Regions from separate parts of the Bombyx mori genome. Here region 2 is linked to region 1. Evidence: chromatin contacts called from public Hi-C data. All regions are on one chromosome and are shown on one strand. The core of a region is the stretch at or near the end of the contact, and the rest is flanking DNA. Distances in the headings are between cores, read along the strand shown. Region 1 overlaps LOC101745556 (glypican-4). Region 2 holds the start of LOC101745556 (glypican-4).

What was found. A called contact is a pair of places that touch in the nucleus more often than the background predicts.
Region 2: a Hi-C map of midgut shows a contact between it and region 1, with 2.2 times the contacts expected there. The contact joins the promoter of LOC101745556 here to the enhancer-like site in region 1. A contact is called at or near these places in 3 of 7 Hi-C or Micro-C datasets (midgut and whole pupa).

The regions. Positions count from the first base shown.
Region 1 is chr15:15,750,659-15,757,644 of ASM3026992v2, forward strand. All of the region lies in intron 3 of LOC101745556 (glypican-4), which reads right to left. Among protein-coding and RNA genes, the nearest start is that of LOC101738598, 36 kb to the left of the region's middle. Within about 2 kb of position 2,708, at least 2 of the 8 cell types and tissues checked have open chromatin away from gene starts, as enhancers often do.
Region 2 is chr15:15,843,274-15,849,308 of ASM3026992v2, forward strand. It overlaps LOC101745556 (glypican-4), which reads right to left and starts at 4,100. Exons shown (of 12, transcript XM_004923048.5): 1 at 4,023-4,100; 2 at 3,465-3,924. The coding sequence starts at 3,615. It overlaps LOC101738730 (probable pseudouridine-5'-phosphatase), which reads left to right and starts at 4,624. Exons shown (of 4, transcript XM_004923003.5): 1 at 4,624-5,092; 2 at 5,381-5,599. The coding sequence starts at 4,969.

The DNA of each region.
Region 1 (6,986 bases), core at 1,458-3,957:
CAATAATAGATTTCACTATCTAATTGTTCTTACTTTGTTAATTTTTGGTATTAGCGTAGCTGGTCATGTGTTATTTAGAAAGAAAGAACCTTAGCCACGGCAACGTGTGGCCGGGTCTACTAGTTTAAAATATATTGGTCCGTTTCTTTCATATTTGATAATCAAGATTGCACAACTAACTACAAACATTATGCTTACCCGCGTTCTTTCAACCTTTCACGCTACATTTCACGAATATTAGATTCATCATATCGAATGTCGCTTTCGTTCAAAGCTATGAGGAAGGAGGAAGAACGTAAACAATTAGCGGACACAAAACAGTGCATTATTACCGTTTATTGTGAATTGATTATCAAATGTGTACATGAGCTTGGGGTAGCGTGACCGTTTGCTTGGTTTTTGCTTGTTTTTATTTGTCGTTTTCACGATTCCGGATCGCGTGCTGTGAATGCCTTTTTTTTAAAACTGTTTTAATTACTGTCATTATTTTGATAAATAATATTGGCTATCGCAGCCCCGAGTCGAATAAAGTCGTGATATTCGAGACTTTTGCAAAAGAAGGACAGTGTTTATTTTTCGATATATGTAGTCGCTTAAACTAAATTAGATTCGGTCGAGAACAACGCCACTACGTGTGACGTCATTTGAGGCCAAACAAACGACGAGCTGACCATAGATCGTACGCTAATAAGCAACGATTAGCCATTTAAGATATCATGAAGTTGAATTACATTAACCAATTATGTTTAGTGTTTTAAAATAAACGTAATTTGGATACAACTAAGATCCCTTAAGGCGACTCTTTGATTATTTTGTTATTAGTGTTGAATAAACTATTGGTTTTAATGCAAATTGTCGAGTAGAAGTAGTCTTTAATATTTTTTAAAGGTTTCTCGGAAGATCAAGTCGAGTCGTGCAAGGCGATATTTGGTTTAAGCGATATTTCGCTTAACACGCTATTTTTGTAATTAAAGGTGCGTTATATTCAGTATTAACATCAACAGTTCGATGTTTTCAATTGAACTTCAATTAAGTTTACTCCATTCGAATAGCTGAAGAAGTTTTTTTTTGTTATGATATTTTTTCCTAATTTTGAACTTTAAATGGCTCTCATATAAAGCTGCAAAAATGTCGCTTAACCAAATGCCTTTCCCCCTTAAAGTAATCATTCTTTATTCTCAAATGAATTTAAGTTTGTTTTGTAGTAAGGCTCCATAATTAAAACTGGCTGCTTCAACATCAGCATAATGGCTGTCAGCCCTGAGCACCAATGAGTGTTCTTTACTCCATGTACCTCATAATAAAACCATTTTTTTATCGGGTCTAAATAAAAAAAGCCTAGACCGAGAAGGGCACCAGCACATCCCGCGAGTATTGTATAAGCCAATTATGGGTCTCACCGGAGAATGTGCGGCCGTATTATCTTATTAGGTATGTATTATACCAGTACGTCAAGCACGAAAATCCATCGAATTCGTAATGTAAATGTATCGAGTCTTCGATACGAAAACGGATCATTACATTATAATATATTAGTATTCGATAGCCAGCCTTCGAGATTTACGTTACCGCATGTCAAAACAATTTTCATGCTCTCGATTATGAGTATAAGTTTCGATTTTCAAGAACGTGACGATTCTTTTTTTTTCCTACCAATTCTAGTAACTTCGAGGGGTTATTCTAGATTCGCCGAGCTAGTAGGTGAGCTCGCGGGGCTCAAACCTGACGAAGTTGCTAGCACGAACCCTAGCAAGAGCCGTACTTCGCAGAATCTACCTACCACCGAATCGGAAACGCGATCTTGAGAAGATCCGGCGAGAAACTCAGTGGGCTGTGTCTGTGGGTTAATTTACTCGTCGAGCCCTTCATCGCAAGCGATGGGTTCGGCGAGGACGGTGACCGGGTGACGAAACGAAAGTAAGTAAATTTATTTTGCGTTGCCGGCCGGTCAAGGAACGTTTGTGCAACAAGGCATATTATAAAGTTAAGGATTATTTACTAGATGGCACTACGTGGGAATGAGGCGTTCGCTCCTGGCCAATTAATTTTTCCTAATTATAATTTTTTGAATTTTTTTTTTTTTTTCGTTTGTTGTCGTTTCGTTTCGTATTTTTACTTATTTAAAAAAAAAGAAGAAAATATTTGAGAAAAAACAAAAAAAAAAGGCCGCTGAGTTTGTTTTTACGGTTATTCTCAGGACTGTGGCTTTTTTTGGAACCGGTGGTAGAGTTAACATTGTTATTTATATTTACACAACTGACATCAAGTTGAAATAAATGATTTTGAATTTTGATTTTTATTCGTGCTGCTGAAATTAATTTTTTTTACGGACGGTAGGGGCGCTGTTTAAATACTATGCTTTTTTTCTCTCGATATCAATACGAATACTTTTTCGATAGTCATTCGTGCTCACCCTCAGTACACTGTCGTCACATTAACTGGCGTTAGGTCGTATTATGAGCGCGCGTGGGTAGTTCTCACACGTTCCGTTTTGAAAAGCGGGCCGCCGTTATATAAGCCAAAGGAGACTACGACTTCGATCATAAAATACATGGTGGGCGGCGAGCTAGTGGGCCAATAAAAAATAAGTAATAAAAAAAACATCATCAAGTCTTCTTCGCTTAGCTTGTAGGATTCCAAGAGAGTATTACAAAATATGTATCTCGCTTGGTTACAAGTCTGAGGAATTGATTTCACCCATTAACGGAGGTGTTCAGCGCGCAAGTGTCCATGTTTGGACAGGCGGATCCCGTTCGATGGCGCAATTACAGTCTGAGGGCCTAGAGTTGCCAGCCTATAGAAATCGGAAATATTTAAATTTTAAATAACACTAGCGGACCCGACAGACGTTGTCCTGCAAAAATTCATTCAAGTTGATCTAGACGTTTAGTTGTAGTATAGATAAATAACCTAAATACCGACTGTGGCGCCATCTGCCGCGCTGATTTGTGAATCTAAGCCATCCAGGGTGCCACCCAAAGGCATACAAAAAAATCATTCAAATCGGTCCAGCCGGTTAGGAGGAGTTCAATGACAAACACACGCACAGAAGAAATATATTTAAAAAGATAAGCTATGAAAATGCTTTGATACTAGGTACCGGAATCCGTAGTCAGAATGTGAATGTGGTTGCCCTACTTGAATTTTAAGATTGAAGTTTAAACTCAAAATCTAATATAAGAGTCTAAGAAAAGGCAGTGATTGTAAAAGTAATTTATGAAGATTCTTCCATTATTAATGAAATTAAATAAATAAATGTAGTTTTCACAAAATTAAATAGTATTGATGTATAAAAACAGCCATTCTGTATTCGGAGCTGAAGTAATCTGACCTGATCTGAGTAAAACATTTACATGCATGAAGTATCTTCCAAATAAATAAATAATGACTTTGAATTTACATTTAAAGTTTTCAATTTAAATTAAAATAATTTTAAATTTACAGCCACAATACAGTAGTGATTTTTAAATGTCTTTTTAATATTATTTTCTACATGGCAACACTGTCTGACGGAGACTCGTGAAGTGCGTCTCACAATGTCATGTTTAACTTTTCTCTTATTGCAATTAATAACAGGTACAGGGAAACTTGTGCATTACGATGTTCTATAACATTAATTATTTATATACACAGAAATGAAAAAAAAAAATATGAATTTTAATTTTACCGTAAAATGAACAACAATTTCAATTAAAATTTGTTTACAAAAAATGGTCGAAAATTGCTTGCCATTTTGGAGGTTTTCCTCTATCTCGCCATATGAAAAACGATGGAGGCTCAAACGATTTTAAAAGATCGAAGGACAGTCGCCCTCCCGAAAATACGGCCGAGCTTAATTACAAAATCAACTGTCGTCGACCGCTCACAATCAATATTTAAACTTTCATAAGCTTCCACTCTCACGGTCGCTTTGTTTACTCGGGTAAGTAGCTAAGTTATTTATAAAAAAAACTGTTGTAAGTAGGTTTTACTTATAGGTGATTCATTTATTTGATTGATAAAAGCAGATGTGCGACTTAGTGCGAGTTTTTTAACGTTCTCGATAGCGTAAACGTTAACTCAAATTTGTATGTAGTTGGAACGTTTGCCTACGTTTGCCGCTAGGGACGCTGTTGCTAAGGTGGGTGAACGAACTCACGACCCACCTGATGTTAAGTGGTTACTAGAGCCCATAGACATATACAACATAAATGTAGCCACTCGCCTTGAGATATGAGTTCTAAGGTCTCAGTTTTTACAGTACAACGACTGCTCCACCTTTCAAACCGAAATGCATTACTGCTTCACGGTAGAAATAGGCAGAGTGGTGTACATACTCGTGCGGACTCACCAGACGTCCTACCACTGGTATTATCTTAAGAGTATCTCAGTCTTTTGGAATTTCGTCATCGATTAGCGTAACATAAAAACGTATTATCTATAATTTTAGAATAAAAAAGTTTATCAATATGTAAAATGCCGGTTTGCTCCTATTAAAATGGTGGACTGAATCAAATTATGGAAGTCCCTTTTGGCTTTTTGGCTACGCAACGCTTAAAATAAAAGAAAAAAAACCTTGTATTTATTCGCGTTTGTGAAACTGGAATTGAACGGATTGACCGTACGAGGTGTGAGGGGATAGCTATCGATAAATAAAATATCCATAAAACCGAACACATTACTAACGATTTTTTTTTCCTACCTAAGCTGATAGCCTTGAGAGGCTATTTCAGCGTAACCTTATAGATGAGCTCACGGGGCTCAAACCTGACGACGTTGCTAACACGAACCCTAGCAAGAGCCGTGCTTCGCAGAATCTACCACGGGATTTGAAACGCGACCCACTGAGAAGATCCGGCGAGAAACTCAGTGGGCTGTGTCTGAGGGTTAAACTAACGAAAGATTGTTCGTTGTAAAGTTTTCTCAATGGCTCACAATATCGTGGAACTAACCGATTCGGTCTGAGTCACAGTTCACAGTGCTTCCGTCACCGCTAAATCGTTCATTTATAACTTTATGAAACAATGGATCATAATGATTAAAACAGTACGCACACTGGAGACTAAACATTTACATTTGTCAAGAAATGTTAACTAAAGCGTACATATTATGACGTATTTCTTCTCGACTTCATTTCTTGTTAGACCCGTAAGTGTATGGGAAGATAAACGAAATTAAATTTACTCCGTTTTATTGAAGTAGACGGCGTCTTAGTATTGCGTTTCCATCTTACTTCGGTTTACAGGTAAAGGAAAATATTTTTAATTGTATTTTTAGGTATATAAGTTTATGGTCGTAGATAGGCGTATGGAACTAAAACAAATAAGCGACACTAAAACGAAACAAATATAGAATTTAACCTGTGATAGAATGAGATAGAATACTACTCAAGCTTTCACTTCTATCGCGAGTGAATTACAAAGTACCTTACGTACAATTTATTACTTAAATTAAATAATCAAATGAGTGCATGATCCGAAGTCTCACGCATGGAAGTAAAAAAAGTGAACGTAAAACAGATAAATATTTCCATTACTCTTTTTTATTAATTTTTTCCTACCTATTCTGGTAATCTAGAGGGCCTTTTAATCTAATCAACCAGGCTAATACGTGAGCTCACGGGGCTTTAACCTGACGAATTTGCTAACACTAGCCCTAGCAAGAGCAGTGCTTCGCTGAATCCACTACCGAATCGGAATCGCGTCCACTGAGAATATCCGGCGAGAAATTCAGTGGATTGTGTTTGAGGGTTAATTTGTTCGCCGAACGCTTTGTCGTAAGCGACGGCTTCGACAAGAACGCTGATCGGTTCTTGAAGTACCTAAAAACCCCAATAGTGGATCTGGAGGATCTGAAATGACGTGTCATTAATCTAGTAATGACATTACGAAAGCTACAAGAAAGTCATCATCTTATTATACATATATAAATTATGTGTGACGTTGTTTGTCCGCGATGAACACCCAAACTACTGAACCGATTTTAATTTTCTTTTTTTTTAAATATGTGTTTTGTTCCAACTTAGGCCATAGGATGATTTTTATTTCGATTAATGGTCGCAATAGTTTTACAGAGAATTGTAATACTTTCTGACATTAATATCTCATAGATGGTGCTGTGTTAAAAATACCAACGTTACACATAAGCTACAATTTAATGGCATAAACACCACGTGTTGCTGAAGCTAAAGTATAAGTGAAATTTATTTCGTAGTAAATTTAATTTCTTCAGTGAATTTCAGTGAAATCCAATTGTTCTTACTTTGTTAATTTTTATTATTAACATAGCCGGCCACGTGTTATTTAGAAACAAAAACCTTAGCCACAGCAACGTGTGGCCGGGTCTGCTAGTATTCTATTTGTTTTTATTATTGTATTATCCCAATCGGAGTGACATACCTATTTAAAGCACACTGAGGCTGCACTGCACCACATTCAATTTAGAAAATTTAATTTCGTTAGCATCGTAACGTGTTATTCATCAAAAAATCAATTTGCATCTGGATTTTATCTGCATGCAACTGACGGATATTTAAACTAGTTTACGTTATGAAAACATTTAAAGGCGAGCGATGATGTTCGAGCTATCAATCATCGGCACATGATGGCTGTCTTGAATGACGCAGAGTTATATATTGTGCCGCAGAATATTCAAACGTTGACTCTCAATTGCAATCACAGTCCGTGGGTCACCATGAATACTGTTAAATGATACGTCGGCAATAATCTTCTTCTTCTTCTTCTATATATATAAAAATGAATTGCTGTTCGTTCGTTAGTCTCGCTAAAACTCGAGAACGGCTGGACCGATTTGGCTAATTTTGGTCTTGAATTATTTGTCGAAGTCCAGAGAAGGTTTAAAAGGAAGATAAATATGAATATTCTCGGAATTAAATAAAGTTTAGGTCTTTTATTTATCGATTGAGGCACTACGAAGTATGCCGGGTCAGCTAGTATATAATAAAAGCTCCTTCATACGCGTTTTCACTATTCGCCTATTAAATAAAA
Region 2 (6,035 bases), core at 2,850-5,349, 94 kb after region 1:
AAAAGCCGAAACTAATAGTGATTTCGTTCGGAATGATATTTCTGACTGAAATATTTTGATGTGACATCGAGGGTAGTCTTCGACAATCTATCTAAAACGGAGTAACCGCGAGAAATGTATGTCTCCTTGTGATAACAATGTAATAAATCGTATTCCAACGAAAACATATTAAGAAAGGTAAATAGAATTGCTAAACGATGTAATCTTATTATTGTATGGTATAAATACGGTGGTGAAGCACATTATTCGTGTTCATGTTCATCATTACAGATCCTTCAAAAATTATTACGTATACTCCACATTTGAATATAAAGGCTACTCAATATTAAAATCTGGTTTGAAATGCATACGAGTACTGGTGATTTCTGAATACCGGTACAGACTTGGCGCGACGAATGCCGTTAGAAGCCGCAACATTCGACTATTGCATGCTAAATAACTTGTAAACTATTCCGCATGCAGAATACTTCAGAAACTTCGATTTCTCAGCCACTCGTGACTACGGCTAATGCAACTTGTTCAAACTACGACGGGTAAACGGTAGAAGAATGTCGAATAAATAAGATAGGCATCATGGCAATATTTTCTATTACGATTAAAATTATATTTACAATTTAAAATTAAATCGTTCATTGGTTTCTCCTTGTAGCTTTTATTCGATTGTCATGTAAGTAACCATTCGAATATTATCAGCGTCTACAGCTGTGGATGGATGGCCATAGACCTCTCCCAAGGTTTGTCACAATTATCGGTCCTTAACATATGGAAATTAATTACATAATTTATATCACTATGGAAATTCAGATGGTTTGATGACGGCACTTGAAATAATGCTCTCCTTAGGCTTATATTCTCTATATAGTGAACTCTTTACAAGTTCATCGTTGGTGCAATCGCTCGTCAACCATTAAAACTTTACATTAATAACAAACAAACCGAAAATAAACAAACAATAATTCCACTAATCACAGGCATCTAAATACTTAAGTACCTAATTTAATTGATTCTGCCTTGTGACTCACCCAGTATCGCCCGAAAAATAGACAGTGTCACTTTAGTTTTCTTCCAATATATTTGTGTTATCTTATTCTAGATTATTATGCTTAAACGCTACTTTAAATGCGTTCGCACTAATTTTACAAATGAGTGTTTATGAATGTAATTGTAAAGGATTTTCTGAAAACAATCAATAGTAGGACGTAAAGGAATATGCCATGGTTGAAAGCTTAATCACTGATTCTTCATGAAAGCGCAAAAGTAGCAAAATATGTATAACAAAGTATGATAAATGAATGACATACATCCTGTAACGAAGAAGTGCAATAAAATTAAGACGAAAAGCAAGTTTAGTAAAATACATGTCTAAACGTTGGTAAAAAAAGGAATTTAAAATTATAATTCATATCTGCTATTAAGATCTAATCTCGAAACATTTAACACTACCATATTGTCTAATTAGCATTAATGGATTATGAAACACTATGCTATATTTTTGGGTTGGTTGTGGCTAACAAATGTGTTTACAAATATGAGACTTCGTCCATAGAACAAACTTTTGCTAATAATATGGAAACGATACAGGAAAACAGCTAAAAAATCGCTATTTTAGCAAGTAATCTTAAGTATAATTAATAGTGGAGTAACTTATACTTGCTACGCCTAGATGCCAATTAAGAAAACTCGTATTAACAATGAAACGAATTGACGAAAAAGTACTAATGATTTGGCATCACGACAAAACCCTCAGTGTCATCGACATTAGTAGGACTATTTTGTAATAAAATTACTGCCAAATCTTGAGTTCGTGCAAATTTCATACACAATTTCTTCATTTTGAATAAATAGTCTGAATTTGCAACCAAAGATGTGAAATCATCACCTTTTTTTATGTTATAATATAAACGCGAGATCCTGGGTTAAAAGAAAATGATAACATTGGCTTTTTCGAAACGGTCGAGATTTCGTCAGTAAAGAGAGCGCCTAGAAGATATGATGATAGGTGTTATAAAGATAATTAAGTACAGATATAGAAAACATTTGTAATACGTAAAATTAATATAATAATACGTAACCTTACATTAGTAGTTATGCAAGCTAACTTCAACGGTTACTCATTAAATTGGCAAAAGTAAAGAAACTGCCGATTCAATAACATTATGTAGAGAGATCTCAGATGTGCAAGTCAAGTTCAGTCTCAAATCAGTAATTCTGTAATTTACAGGTATTCCTCATAATGCCTCATAATGCAAGCTAACGATCGTACACCACGAATATTACGTAGATCTAAGATTTGTGTTTGAAGAATTTGTTTCACCATTGCATTTGCTTGACCATTTGGTCAACCATACTTAAATTATTTCGCAGAATACAACTTTATTAGACGAACAAGTATGTTGCAATATGAGCATTTCATGTTACCGCCCACTAAGACAACTACACCCACGTGACTCTAGATCTGAGAACTTTGTATTTTTTTCGACCATAACGTTGAATGCTTTCTGAAAGTTTTTAATCGTAATTGAAAATAGTCGTCACTTCAAGGTGACGGTAAAAACAAAAATGGTTTAACTGGAAAATAATTATATTCAGAAACGAGCCAACTAATGGTACTCAATACCTATGGTTTACCTTCCTGGATAGATAGTCGTGCTTTCAATCTACCAAAGACTGGGGTTGATTTAATCAAGGCAGTCAGTACATTATGACTTTAATGATTTTAGACTGTCCATGCCAATATTCAAAGAAACATTGACAATGAAATTCTACTAAAATTAGGTCCCACAAGTAATGCAATAAAAAATATAATAATATAAGTACGTACTATTAATTAAAAGAGTAACTGCGTTTCCTTTTTTTTTTGTCAAGATTCCAGAATATTTTATACAATGCATGGGCATCTCTATTTTTATGTCTCAGGTAAAAAAGGACAGCGTGCCATTAACGGTTCGATTGTTCTACGCTGCATTCGTTTCAAGACAATGCATCTTTTTAACAAATTTTTACTTTAGGAACTTGACTGATTAAATTTTAAAATTAAATAGTTTGGATTTTATACAAAGCGATTTAATAAACGATTTCGAACAAACAATATTTACATGTAGTTCTAATCAAAGAATCATACTTTAAATTAAAAAAAAGCTTTATTACATTATTATCAAAGTTTTACTTGCTGTTAGAAGGTAGGTACAACATCAACATACAAACAAACACGAGTCTGGCGATTTAACAAAACTACTGTTCTCGTTTTAGCGATAAAGCATTTTTCTTCAGAGAATAAATTTTCTTTTGAAGTGATTAAAATAAACCACACTGAGCTACACTTTACGCCGCTTTACCGTTAATGTGCTTTAAAATAGAATATCTGTAACATGTGTTTCGTTTGCGAAAGCATGTTAACAACAACCATATCATGTACTATCATTATCATTATCACATTCAGCTGTAGAGCGGCGCGTGATTCTCACCTGAGTTTGGCTGCGGTTGAATATCTACCATCGCGGACATCCCTTTCTTTTCAAACATATTTTTCACATTTGTACACGAAATTTCCGTATCGGCAGCATTGGCTCCCGCCAAAAAACACACAGTCAAAAGAAATAGTATAAGACTCTTCATATTGAATCCGAAAATCGATTTTTTGTTAAGCGACAGTTCGATACGACAACACTCTCTCACATCCGTTTTAGTGATTTTCAAGAATATAATTTAATTATTAGAAACACAAATTTAACCCTAAGTCCATTAATTAAATTATTAAAAACTAATATCTTGAAATTATTTTACGATACAAGAGATGCCACACGCAACCCGCGACCGTTCAACTGCGATCCATGATGGTCGCAGCCCGACTGTATTGTACTGTACGACTGAAGTCAGCCGAAAGCGAGCTTCGAAGCATTGCCAGCTTGTAGTTTTGCTATGTTACTAAAATACGAATTAAATTACAATTTCAATTCACAAGTTGAAAATTAATTAATATGAAAATTAAAAGTTGATTACAAAATATTTTTTTCTATACTTACATCATTTGTTGTTCGCATCACCTATAGTCGGATTTTTTATTAGACGAAGTCAACTGACGTTTACTGTGTTGTCAGGTTCTGATGAAATAAAAATAGTGTTGTGACAAATTGAATGATTGAAAAAACTCCTGAATTAATGAAATTGCCTCGATTGTCTAGTGAATAGTTGGTGTGCCGAATTGCCGATATCGGGTACGGGGTTTGAATTTTAGGCGTGCTTTGTACATACCAATGAGTTTTCGACGAAATATTATGTTCCTATAGTATCTACCTGTACTGAATACCGAGTGTTTTAAACATTAAGAAAAACATTGCGAGGAAGCTTGTAAGACTGTCCTATTTCCAATACATCATATAGTTGAAATTATAGATGTATAAAATATAACAATTATAGGTATGTAATGAAAATAAAAAAAACTAATTGTAGTTACATACTACTAGTAACATATATTGGAGCACTTTAATACAATTTTATTGTAAAATATAAATAATATTCTTTTATAGTTTGAAATTAATGATTAACTCTTGACACTCATTGTTCATTCATGTGATTGAACGAGAACTGAACGCATCACTATTACTTTAAATATAGTAACATTATTTCACAAAGTGACATTAGCTACTGTCAGTTGGCTTCGTCTAATTAAAAATCCGACTATAATTTATTTCCTTTCCACAGAGTAGTGTAACTGTTACAGATTCCTACTGTAAAGTGCAGAATGGATAAACTAACTTAAAGTAGGTAAAGAATAGGTTTGCATATGCAGACAAAGTTCAGTCTGAATATAATATTCCGTTTATTTTAATTAATTAATTCACACTACGAAAAGTTTTCGAAAGGATTATTGAGTCAATCTAAGAAACTAATATTTACCTAATGAGATACTGTTTGGTTTTAGTTAATTATTAATTATTTAGTTGTTGTATTTACGTAACTGGTTCAATCATGAGGTTTAATTTATTGAGAATAGTAAGAACGGTTCCTAAAGCTGTTGGCGCGCGATGCTACTCGACGAATAATTTTAAGACCGTCACCCACTGTATATTTGATATGGACGGTTTGTTATTAGGTATGTATGTATGTTTGTATAATTTTATTATTTTTTATGTTATTACATTGAAATAAACCATATCATACCAAAAAATAAAACTAGTTTAAAAGAGCATATAAACTAATAACATCTCGAATGAAGACATTGAAATAAAAAGCATTTTTAACTAACAAAATAACATTTTTTTATATTTTTTTTATATATAGTCCTAATTGTTTATATAATATAAATTTCATTTTGAATTAGATGTAGCATATAGTTGTGAAAGCAAGGTAAAATAACCATTAAAACATTTTCAATTTCCAGACACCGAGCAAGTTTACAAAAAAATGATAACGCAACTTTGTGCGCAATATGGCCACACATACACCAATGAGCTCATGATGAAGATCTTGGGTGGTACAGAGCAACGACTCTCTGAAATCCTCTGTAAAGAACTGAACTTACCAGTGACTCCTACAGAATTTAGAGATCAATTACTTGTCTTAGGGGATAAGATGCTGGCTGGTACACCCTTATTAGATGGTTTGTTCATTTCCTAATTGTATTAAAGAAATATTTAAGATATAATAATATTCTTTTGCTTTTCCATGGTTTTAAATGCATGGAAAGTTACTTGTAACTTTTAAAGAATGAAACAGTATTTTTTTATTTATTGTTTAGGTGGGTAGACCTAACACCTGGTGTTAAGTGGTTGAGATATGAGTTCTAAGGTCTCAGATTTTACAGTACAACAGCTGCTCCACCCTTCAAACCGAAAGACATTACTGCTTCAAAATAGAAATAGGCAGGGTAGTGGTACCTACCCGTATGGACTCACAAGACGTCCTACCACCAGTAAAAAATTAAGTGTATATATAGAAATTAAATAAAATATTAGATTACATATGTATTTAGTATATTATAGTATAGTTTTTATATATTTTATATTAAATATGACAATAATGCTATTCCAATTGTT